Regions from separate parts of the Mus musculus genome. Here regions 2 and 3 are each linked to region 1. A link is a contact called in public Hi-C and HiChIP or PLAC-seq data. All regions are on one chromosome and are shown on one strand. Each heading gives the region's core, a stretch centred on a gene start, on an enhancer-like site or on the middle of the called end of the contact. The rest is flanking DNA. Distances are from core to core; before and after follow the strand shown. Region 1 holds the start of Pde3a (phosphodiesterase 3A, cGMP inhibited). Region 2 has its middle 140 kb from the start of Gm30524. Region 3 overlaps Pde3a (phosphodiesterase 3A, cGMP inhibited).

Evidence for each region. A called contact is a pair of places that touch in the nucleus more often than the background predicts. HiChIP or PLAC-seq counts read pairs in DNA pulled down with a chosen protein or histone mark.
Region 2: a contact with region 1 is called in a Hi-C map of uterus, with 3 times the contacts expected there. The contact joins the enhancer-like site here to the promoter of Pde3a in region 1. A contact is called at or near these places in 1 of 39 promoter capture datasets (neural stem cells), 4 of 484 Hi-C or Micro-C datasets (brain, tail fibroblasts and uterus) and 2 of 115 datasets of contacts at active chromatin or transcription factors (heart atrium and neural progenitor cells).
Region 3: a contact with region 1 is called in an H3K27ac HiChIP or PLAC-seq map of heart atrium, with 2.2 times the contacts expected there. The contact joins the enhancer-like site here to the promoter of Pde3a in region 1. A contact is called at or near these places in 3 of 39 promoter capture datasets (liver and maxillary cranial neural crest), 10 of 484 Hi-C or Micro-C datasets (cortical neurons, embryonic fibroblasts, liver and 4 more), 1 of 115 datasets of contacts at active chromatin or transcription factors (heart atrium) and 1 of 9 other capture datasets (liver).

Annotation. Positions count from the first base shown.
Region 1 is chr6:141,247,772-141,250,709 of GRCm38.p6, reverse strand. It overlaps Pde3a (phosphodiesterase 3A, cGMP inhibited), which reads right to left and starts at 1,441. Exons shown (of 16, transcript NM_018779.2): 1 at 167-1,441. The coding sequence starts at 1,120. It overlaps Gm28523 (a long non-coding RNA gene), which reads left to right and starts at 55. Exons shown (of 2, transcript XR_378118.4): 1 at 55-1,533.
Region 2 is chr6:141,090,450-141,093,387 of GRCm38.p6, reverse strand. No RefSeq gene overlaps it. Among named protein-coding and RNA genes, the nearest start is that of Gm30524, 140 kb to the right of the region's middle. Within about 2 kb of position 1,412, at least 9 of the 459 cell types and tissues checked have an H3K27ac peak or open chromatin away from gene starts, as enhancers often do. A contact at or near this core is called in heart atrium and uterus, where this site is marked.
Region 3 is chr6:141,380,245-141,383,182 of GRCm38.p6, reverse strand. The region is part of intron 1 of Pde3a (phosphodiesterase 3A, cGMP inhibited); the gene reads right to left. Among named protein-coding and RNA genes, the nearest start is that of Gm10400, 41 kb to the right of the region's middle. Within about 2 kb of position 1,447, at least 53 of the 459 cell types and tissues checked have an H3K27ac peak or open chromatin away from gene starts, as enhancers often do. A contact at or near this core is called in heart atrium, muscle stem cells and uterus, where this site is marked.

The sequences.
Region 1 (2,938 bases), core at 192-2,691:
GACAGAGAACGGGCAAAAAAGAAAAAGAAAAAAGAAATCTTTCTTAGTACAGTGTAAAGTTTTACTGTTTGGCAGGCTGGCTTCCCGGCCGCTTGCGCCCCACTCCCTGCACTTTGACTGTTTCAAGTTTCCCAGGAGCAACCCCAAAGGCGCAGCCCCAGCTTACCTGCTCCCTGGGTATGCAGGGCAGGGAGGTCCTCCGGTGAGACTTGCCACTGCAGCCGGACATCTCGCCGGCCACCACCGAGCTGGACCGCCTCCTCCTCTTCCACCCCGGAATCTCTTCCTTGGTCCTCGCGCTCAACTGGGACCCAAACCGCTCCCTGGGCGGAGCCGGCCCGGAGCACTGCGGCAGGATCTGCTCGGCGTACCTGGCCAGCAGCAGCCCAAGCACGGCCGCCAAGTATGCCAGGTAAGGTCTCCAGGCGACCTTGAACCTCTCCAGAGAAACCAGGGCCACCGTCCTAAGCACGCTAGTCCAGGCGACCATGAGGACGCCCAGCCTCAGCCTCAGCACCAGCCATGTCGCGCCACCTAGGCAGCTGAGCAGGACCCCCGCGGCGGGCAGCGACAGCAGGCGACCGTCCCCCACGCCCAAGGAGAGCTGCACCAGCGCTTCCCCGGCGCAGCAGGCGGCCAACAGCGCGACGGCCAGAGGCAGGCGCACCCCGGCGCGCAGCAGGCACAAGCCCATCCAGAAGAAGGCGCACAGGAGACTGAAGAGCAGCGCGGCCGGCTGCAGCCAAGGGCTGAGCTGCGCGCCGCCCCCGGGAGCACCTCCCCGAGGGCCCGGGAAGACGCCCCCTCGGGCTCCTTCCTCCTCCTCCTCCTCGGCCGCCGCCTCCTGACTCTTCTCCAGCTCGCCTCCGACCTCCCCGCCGACCAGCCTCACCAGCAGCGCCAGCAGCACGGACAGGGAGCCCGCGCACAGCGCCGAGGAGAGTTGAGGCGAGCGCCGGAGCGGCTGCAGCGCCAGGGCTCTCCAACAACAGCCGGAGCCCCGAGGGGATGGAGAGGACTCGCCACGATGGCGGTGGTTCCCTCTTGCCACACGGGCGGGACTCGCCCCTCCGAGGCCCGGCTTGGCTAGGTCTTGGGCGGCCTCGCCCCGCACTGCCATGCTCTGCGGACAACCCCCACCCGTCCCACTCGCGCGTCCGCGCTCTTCTCGAGCCCACTCTCGGAATCACTTCTTCCGGATCTACGCGAAGTTTCAGCCTTGCAGAGAACTCAAGAGTGCGAGCTGAAGACTTCAAGTTGGCAGCTAGCAGGATCAGCCTTGGAATTTTCAACCCCCACTCCTCTCCTTTTCTCTTTCTCTCTCTCTCTCTCCCTCTCCCTCTCCCTCTCTCCTTTCCTTTCTCTCTTAAAAGTCCTCCGCTCCACCCTCAGCCAGAGTTTATACCCTGCGGGGTCTCTTCCTACTTCGGGATTTTAACACTTGCTCAACTCACTGAGTGCTCAGGGACCGCTGATGCTGAGGCAGGCTGGGGCACTGGGCGAGCTCAGGCCATCCTTGGGCGTTCAGGGACGGTAGGTGTCTGACCTCCCCTTCCCCCTTCCCTCACTCCCCCCCCCCCCGCAGCATATTCTCTTATTCATTCTCTCTCTCTCTCTCTCTCTCTCTCTCTCTCTCTCTCTCTCTCTCTCTCTCTCTCTCTCCCCTCTCTCTCCCTCCCTCCCTCCCTCCCCCTCCGTCTCCCCACTCCCTCCGACTCTTCCCTCTCCCTCCTCCCCTTTTTCCCCCTCCCCCTTTCTTTCTTTACCTCTCCCAATTTTCCTCTTTATCTCTCCTCTCTCTCGCCCGCTTGCTCTCCTTGGCGGACCTCACCCCACCCCCACCCCGAGCTTGGGCGATGCCCCAGGATGCAGACCCCTTGTTTTGCAGAGGTAGGAAGCAGAGCCTTCCAGCCTCTCTACCCAGTTCATGACAAAAAGTAGGATGAAAGGGAAGAAGGAAGGAAGGAAGGAAGGAGAGAGAGAGAGAGAGAGAGAGAGAGAGAGAGAGAGAGAGAGAGAGAGAGAGAGAGAGAGAGAAGAGAGGGGGAGGGAGGAAAGGAAGGAAGGAAGGAAGGAAGGAAGGAAGGAAGGAAGGGAGAGAGGAAGGAAGGAGAGAGAGAAGAACTGAGACCTATTGCAGAAGTTGCTAAGTTTCACCCAAGAACACAGTGTGAGGAGAGGCTGCAGTATCAGAGAGGAGGAGGGAGATCCGTGAGCTGGTGAGTAACCGGTAGGAACAGGAAGAAAGTGAGGCCCTTTTCTTGTTTTTCTTTAAATAATCATCTTTCCTTTTGATGCATGGTGGCTGCTGTTTTTGCAAGGGAGAAAACAGTGGAACTGAGTGCTTAAAACTCCAAGAGAGGCCTCTGCAGGGGCCACAGTTCTGCCTCTTGCTGGGTTTTAAGGGAACTCCCTAGGAACTCCCTAGGCTCAAGCATGGCAGTTATTGCTCAGGGCTGGACTACTCCATTTCTAGAGATGGGTCCTACCAGCTAAAGAGAGGGGGTGGGTGGGGGTGGTCCTGGCAGCCCTGATGCTGGGATTTGTGGATGGCTCTGAGGGATGAAAGCTTGCATGCTAGCTCATGTTCTTGAAAAATGGCACTTCTGTCTGAGCTTTTAACCAGGAGAAGATCCTGGGCATGAGAGTGTGCCCTCCCTCAGGATAGCTGGAAACCCATCTCAAAGGCTCATTCACACTCTGCTCCAGGTGGAAGGTCTGTTTGCCACAGAGAAGCCACGCCCATCTTTTAAAGCTACATTTTAATTATTTGTGTAAGTCTGTGTGAGAGATCACAAGACAACTCAAGGGAGTCAGCTCTCTCCTTTCCAAGGCCCAGAGGACTAAGCTAAGGTCTTTAAGCTTAATGGTAAACACCTTCCCTGCTACCCACTGAGACATCTTGAAGGCCCAAACATGCTTTTCTTAGTGTTTCTCT
Region 2 (2,938 bases), core at 163-2,662, 160 kb after region 1:
CACACCCCAAATATCTACAAAGCTGTCTGCATTTTAACCTGTTTCCAAGGTTTAGAATACAGCTCTGTGACAAAATGCTTGCCTCACATGTATATCAAAACCTAAGTTCTGCCTCTGACTTTGCAAAATATTTCATATATGTAAATTGTTTAACATAATGAACAGTTTCGGGAGCAAGGCAACTTACCACTAGCCTTCATAAGTTCCCTTCCAGGAAATAAGATTTTGAGAATCTGTGTCCAGAGATACACGACTATTTCACGGCCCCAGATACTACCAAACTCATTTTCTTATTTGTTAAACTGTAAAGTCAAGGTTAACATATTTCTTCGCCATTGAAATGTCTCTTGCATTTTTTTATATATGCATGATACTCTAACGATACCAGTTATTGGTTATTTGTATTTTGGCTGGATTCTTGGTTGGGAATGAAGAACACAGCCTACAAGGGGTCTCAGCTAGAATGTGTGTTCAAAAGGATGCTTAGGCGTGGGGAGTGAAGCCACTTAACTTCCAAATGAGAAACTGACACATCTCAGATCTTATTTTGAATAATGTATTATGAGATACTATTTAAGAACCTAACTCCACAAGCAGAGCCACCTGGTTTAAAGAAATCAACTAGCAGCTGGAGAGATGTATCAGGCATATAAGAGCAGTTGTTGCTCTTGCAGATCAGCCTGGCTCTATCCCAGCACCCACATAGAGGCTCACAACCACCTATAACTCCCGTGTCAGGATCTGATCAGGACAGGTGCCAGCACTCACCCTGTGGACACACATGCAGAGAAGCAGAACACATAAAATAAAATAATTCTAATCTTTAATATCGACTAGTAGAAAAGCATAATTTTGCAGCGATGGGTGGCAGATTATTGACTTTTAATAACAAATGAAGATTTGCAGTCTCCTTTTTAAGATAGCTCAAAAATATATAAATATAGAGTATTATATGATCTAATTCAACCTAAAGACATGAGCATATAACCCATCCATTCTTACACGTTTTGTGACAGAGTCACAGCTTTTATCATGTAGATCAAGGAGAGGAGGAAACCTTGGCAGAGTGAAACAAAGGGAAATGATAATTTATTTTTTTACTTTTAAATTTTAGCATTATTATATATGTGCATGATATGGGGAGGGGGTTTCAAGTAAACATGTGGCACAATGTGTGTGGAGGTCAGAGGACAACTCTGGAAACTCAGTTCCACTGAGGGACCAGGGATCAAACTCGGGTGGGCAAGCTTACACAGTGCCTTTGCCTGCTGAGACATCTCTTTGGCCCCACCTTTGCCTCTGAAACAGCTCATTGGCCCCACCTTTGCCTGCTGAGACATCTCATTGGCCCTGCCTTTGTCTGCTGAGACATCTCATTGGCCACTCCTTTGCCGCTGAAACAGCTCATTGGCCCTGCCTTTGCCTGCTAAGACATCTCATTGGCCACTCCTTTGCCCACTGAGCCATCTCATTGGCCCCCACTTTCATTCCTTGATAATTCATGGATTTCTGACGTGAGTGCATGAACATAACTTCAAAGTGTCTGATGCTTCGTATCAGAAATGGGCCGTGCTTTCTGAAACACGAGATTAAGCGATGATGGATGATGTTGTGCCTGACTACGTGGGATGACAGCCAAGGACCAGATGCTGTGGATAAATAACAGCTAAAAAGGCACCACACATACAGCCCAATTAACAGCATGCTTTACTCGTGTTTCAAAACTTTGCAGTCATTCAACAGATATGAAAAGATCCACATGATCCTGGGCTTTCTGCTCTGCTCACAGCAAGTGAGTGATGATCGCGGCAGCTGATATTAGATCTCTTCCCTGGGAAACCTTTCCTTCAAGCACAGCGGACCTTGGGCTCCTTCCCTGTGGCTGCAGAGATTGATAAACGCCTACCCAACTCAGTAACATTTTCCAGACGTCCAGACAATGAATTCATAACATACACATCCACTTCCCTTGAAAGCACAGGGGCTGAGATTCTTGTTTCCAGAGAATACAGGGTAAGTTTATTTTTAAGGAGAATTAATGAAATAGGAATGGGATTACTACACGATTCTCCAGCCACTGTTTATCCAGAGAGCTGCTTGCTGACGTCTGTCTTTTTCCTCAGGGGCCTGCTCCAATTAAAATGGGTCTATCTCCAATCAGGTTTTATCTGGCCACTGCATACTTGATAAGGAACCCACCACCTGGTTTCTCCTGACTCACACTTTGAGAACAAATTCCTACATTTTGGCTTATGTTAAATGTTGGCTTTGTCAGGTAGAGATGGGTAAAACAGAGCCTTGTTTTGCTTTGGGCCTTTTTTTTTTTTCCTTCCTTGTCTGTTATGGTTCCACAGTAAAAGGGCAACAAAATATTTAAGAATGAGATTTTTCCAATTTCTTGTTGTTCTTGGCAAATCTCTGTGTTTTCTCCATCAGCATGTCTTCATCTAAGGACATGTGTCATATTTATAGTTTCAGGCTGTACAACAAGTTAAAAATATTTTTAAACCATAGATCAAGACTGTGGGGATAGCACAGTTTTTAAAGTACTTGCCTTGCAAGCACGAGGACTTCAGTACTAACCACAGAACCCAGGTATTTAAAAAAGAAAACCCAGATGTGGTGACTCACACTTGTCACCCAGCACTGGGGGGGATGGAGACAGGTGCATCCCTGAAGTCCAAGCTAGTGAGCCTAGTCTACTTGGTGAATCCTGGATCAGTGTGAGAGAGAGGCCCTTGCTCAGAAATAAAAAAGGTGGACAACTCAGAGATGCCCTGATCCCCACATGCACCTTCATATGCAGACATATTAACATGTACATGGGCATGAGTATGTTCTCACACACATGCACACACACACACACATACATACATATATATATATACACACAAAGCACACACATGCACATAGAGGCCACACACACATATGCACACAT
Region 3 (2,938 bases), core at 198-2,697, 130 kb before region 1:
GGGAGCTAAAAGGTCTTGAATGAATGTGTATTACTAACAAGAACATGGCCATGATAAGGACACCAATGTCTCTGACCCATGGAAATGGACAGGCCTTCCCTGAGTCAGGCTCAGAATGACAATGCCTACCCCCCTCAGAGTACAGATGCTGACAAATAATTAACCTTTCACTAAAGGCAGTGTGTGCAGTATCAACTGCAGCTTCCTCATCCAGGATGTTGACTACAACCTGAGACCACATCTCTTCAGAGACGTCTCACCCCACCTCCTCCCTGATGCTGTAGCTGATACATGCACTGAGTTTCCTGACTGCTGCTGCTGTGTCTCCATCACAGTCCATAGCTCACACCATCCCTTCTGCTCTGTATGGGTGCCTGTCATTTCTTCACTCCTGTTCACCCCAGCCAGATCAATTCCAAAGCTGTGGAGTTCACAGCAGTTCCTTCTATAAAAGCACACCTCGGGTTCCACTCGGTTTGTTCTATCATAGTGTTCACAAATGTGTTGTTAGCATCAGTTTGTGGGATGTTAAAATCCCAGCTCCGGTTGCACTACCATAAAAATGAGTTTAGGGAGGTCAGATATCTTTTCCTTCCTCTGTGGCCTCAGTTGTAAATTGGCTTGTATCTATCAATGTACCTTAACGAGCAATGTCTCATTATTAAATTACTACAGATACAGCAGGACCCAGAAAGATAACGGACATATCGGCATCTCAAACACTAAAACATCAATCACAAAAGAAGGAGTCGTTTAAATGGAAACAGAGAATCCCTATAGCAGTAAATGGGATTCTAATTCACTAATCCTGGTTGGCTTCTAGATCTTCTGTGTGGTTGACTATGACTCTGATCCAAGGAGTCACTACTGATCCAGGGCCAACAACCCAAATGCCACTATAAGTGTGCACCATAGTGCACTATTCACCACCATTATCCGTGCCATTCAAACCACAGAACGCTCCCATATCCTCCATGAAGCCAGATGCTGGGTTTCAAAGGTAGGAATGGAGTGGAAGCAGAGGTGCTCTGAAGTGTGGGGGAATAGCTCAGGTATGTCCTATTTTTCAAGTCCTGCTCTAGAGCATGGGTCTGTCCTCACAGACACCCTCCCTTCCCATCAGACGCCAGAACACCACCAGCTGGCCGGGTAGAATCTGAAAAATATTGTGACTGTAGACTTTTTTCACTTTAAAGTTACACACACAAACACAAAATGTCTGCTTCTACATTTTAGTCAGCCATCTCCCATATGAAGTGATGGGCTTAAACAGTAAAATAATGATATAATGGGAGGAAAGGAGTCTTGCCCCTGGCATCGGGTATTATAAACAGCAAGGAGTGCCAGCGTAAACCTTTCTGCAAGAGACTATGTTCTTTGTCAAGCCATGTCTTCTTTTTAAAATATGCTTGCTGCCATATGTCAGTGCTGGGCCAGCTGCAGTGCTAAGAGGAGCCTTGACTCGAGTTGTATAATGTTTTACAGGTTTGCCTCGGGGGTCACTCTCTGCGAGGCCTTTACGTCACAGTGAGAACTCTGACAAACAGAGAACAGAAAGATGCCAAGAAAGGCAGAGTTGGAGAGGGGAGGACTGACGGGGATGGAAAGGAATACTGCACAGTGCTCACAGCCTCTATTTATCTGGCCCCCGCCTAATGCCAGAAGCAATGTTTTCATTACTAAGAGAAGGAAAGAGAGGGCAGGGACAAGCATGAGGTTATGTAAACATTATCAGCAAATATAAGATTAGAAACACTCAGCTAACCCTCCTGGCTATCTAATCAGAAAGGGTAAAACAGTAAAACATGCATCTTTGCAAACGTTTGGTATTTAATTATGCACCCGCCATCGTATCCATCCTGGTAAAAACACAAAGAAAATGTTTCCTAGTTAGATTAATATGTGAGTACATCTCGAGAGCTCTGCGGCTGGCTTCGCGGAGAGCCTCAGAGGCAGCAGTGCCGAATCTCGTCCTATTAATACAAACTCAAGCTGACATAAAATACGAGTCAGTAAAGCTGAGCATGAAATCACTTGAAGAACAGTGCTACAGTAAATGGCATTAAATGTTTTCAAAAGCAGAGTGGACGATAGCGTTTCCTGAGCCGCCTCTACTCCCACAAGAACCACATGCCTCATTATAAACCTATTAAGTGGGTTTTAGATCATCTGCAGAGCCTTAGGCTGTTCTTCCAGATGCTTAGAGGTCCAGAAGGCTCGGTACACAGGCCGTTATTCAATTCCCTCTGTTGTCTTGCTTTCATCACAACAAACTCATTTGATATGAATGCCAATTTTCCAGTGACTTTTAAGTTCCTGGTTACAGTATGGAAACTTATGCACAGATGAACTTTCAGAAAATTTCAATGTAGGCAAGACAGGAGGGGAAAAGGATGGTGATTCCTAGTGGGAGAGAGGGATTTGGGCAGAGACGGTAGGGAACAGCAACTAAGATCAAAACACCTTGTATACATGTAGGAACCTTTTCAATAAATAAATGTAATTTGTAAAAAGAAAAATACAAAGCCATCTCAATAAGAAAGAAAGAATACTGGCTGGTCAAAGAAAGCCTCAAAGCCTCTAGATGAGACCCAACAGAGTTGCTCACAGAGACCTTGCAGCCAGAGGAAGATGGGAGAGGCCCAGGACATAAGAGGTGAAGATTCCTGCTACGGGCATAAGCCAAAGTATAAGAAGCTCGAAACTGCACATGTTGACTACATTGCAATGTCTCCATCCTTACAGAAATGCCAAGGAATTATTTTTGTACCAGTTGAGAGGAGAAAGGAAAGTTAGCTATGATTGTTTCACGTTTTTATTAGTAATTATCTTTGTTCTAAATTGATGCCAGCATCCAAGGTTTCTTCTACCACGAACAGAGACCCTGAGTCTGTTTCAGTGCTTTTTCATCTTCAGAGACAGAAGGGTTGCTCTTCTA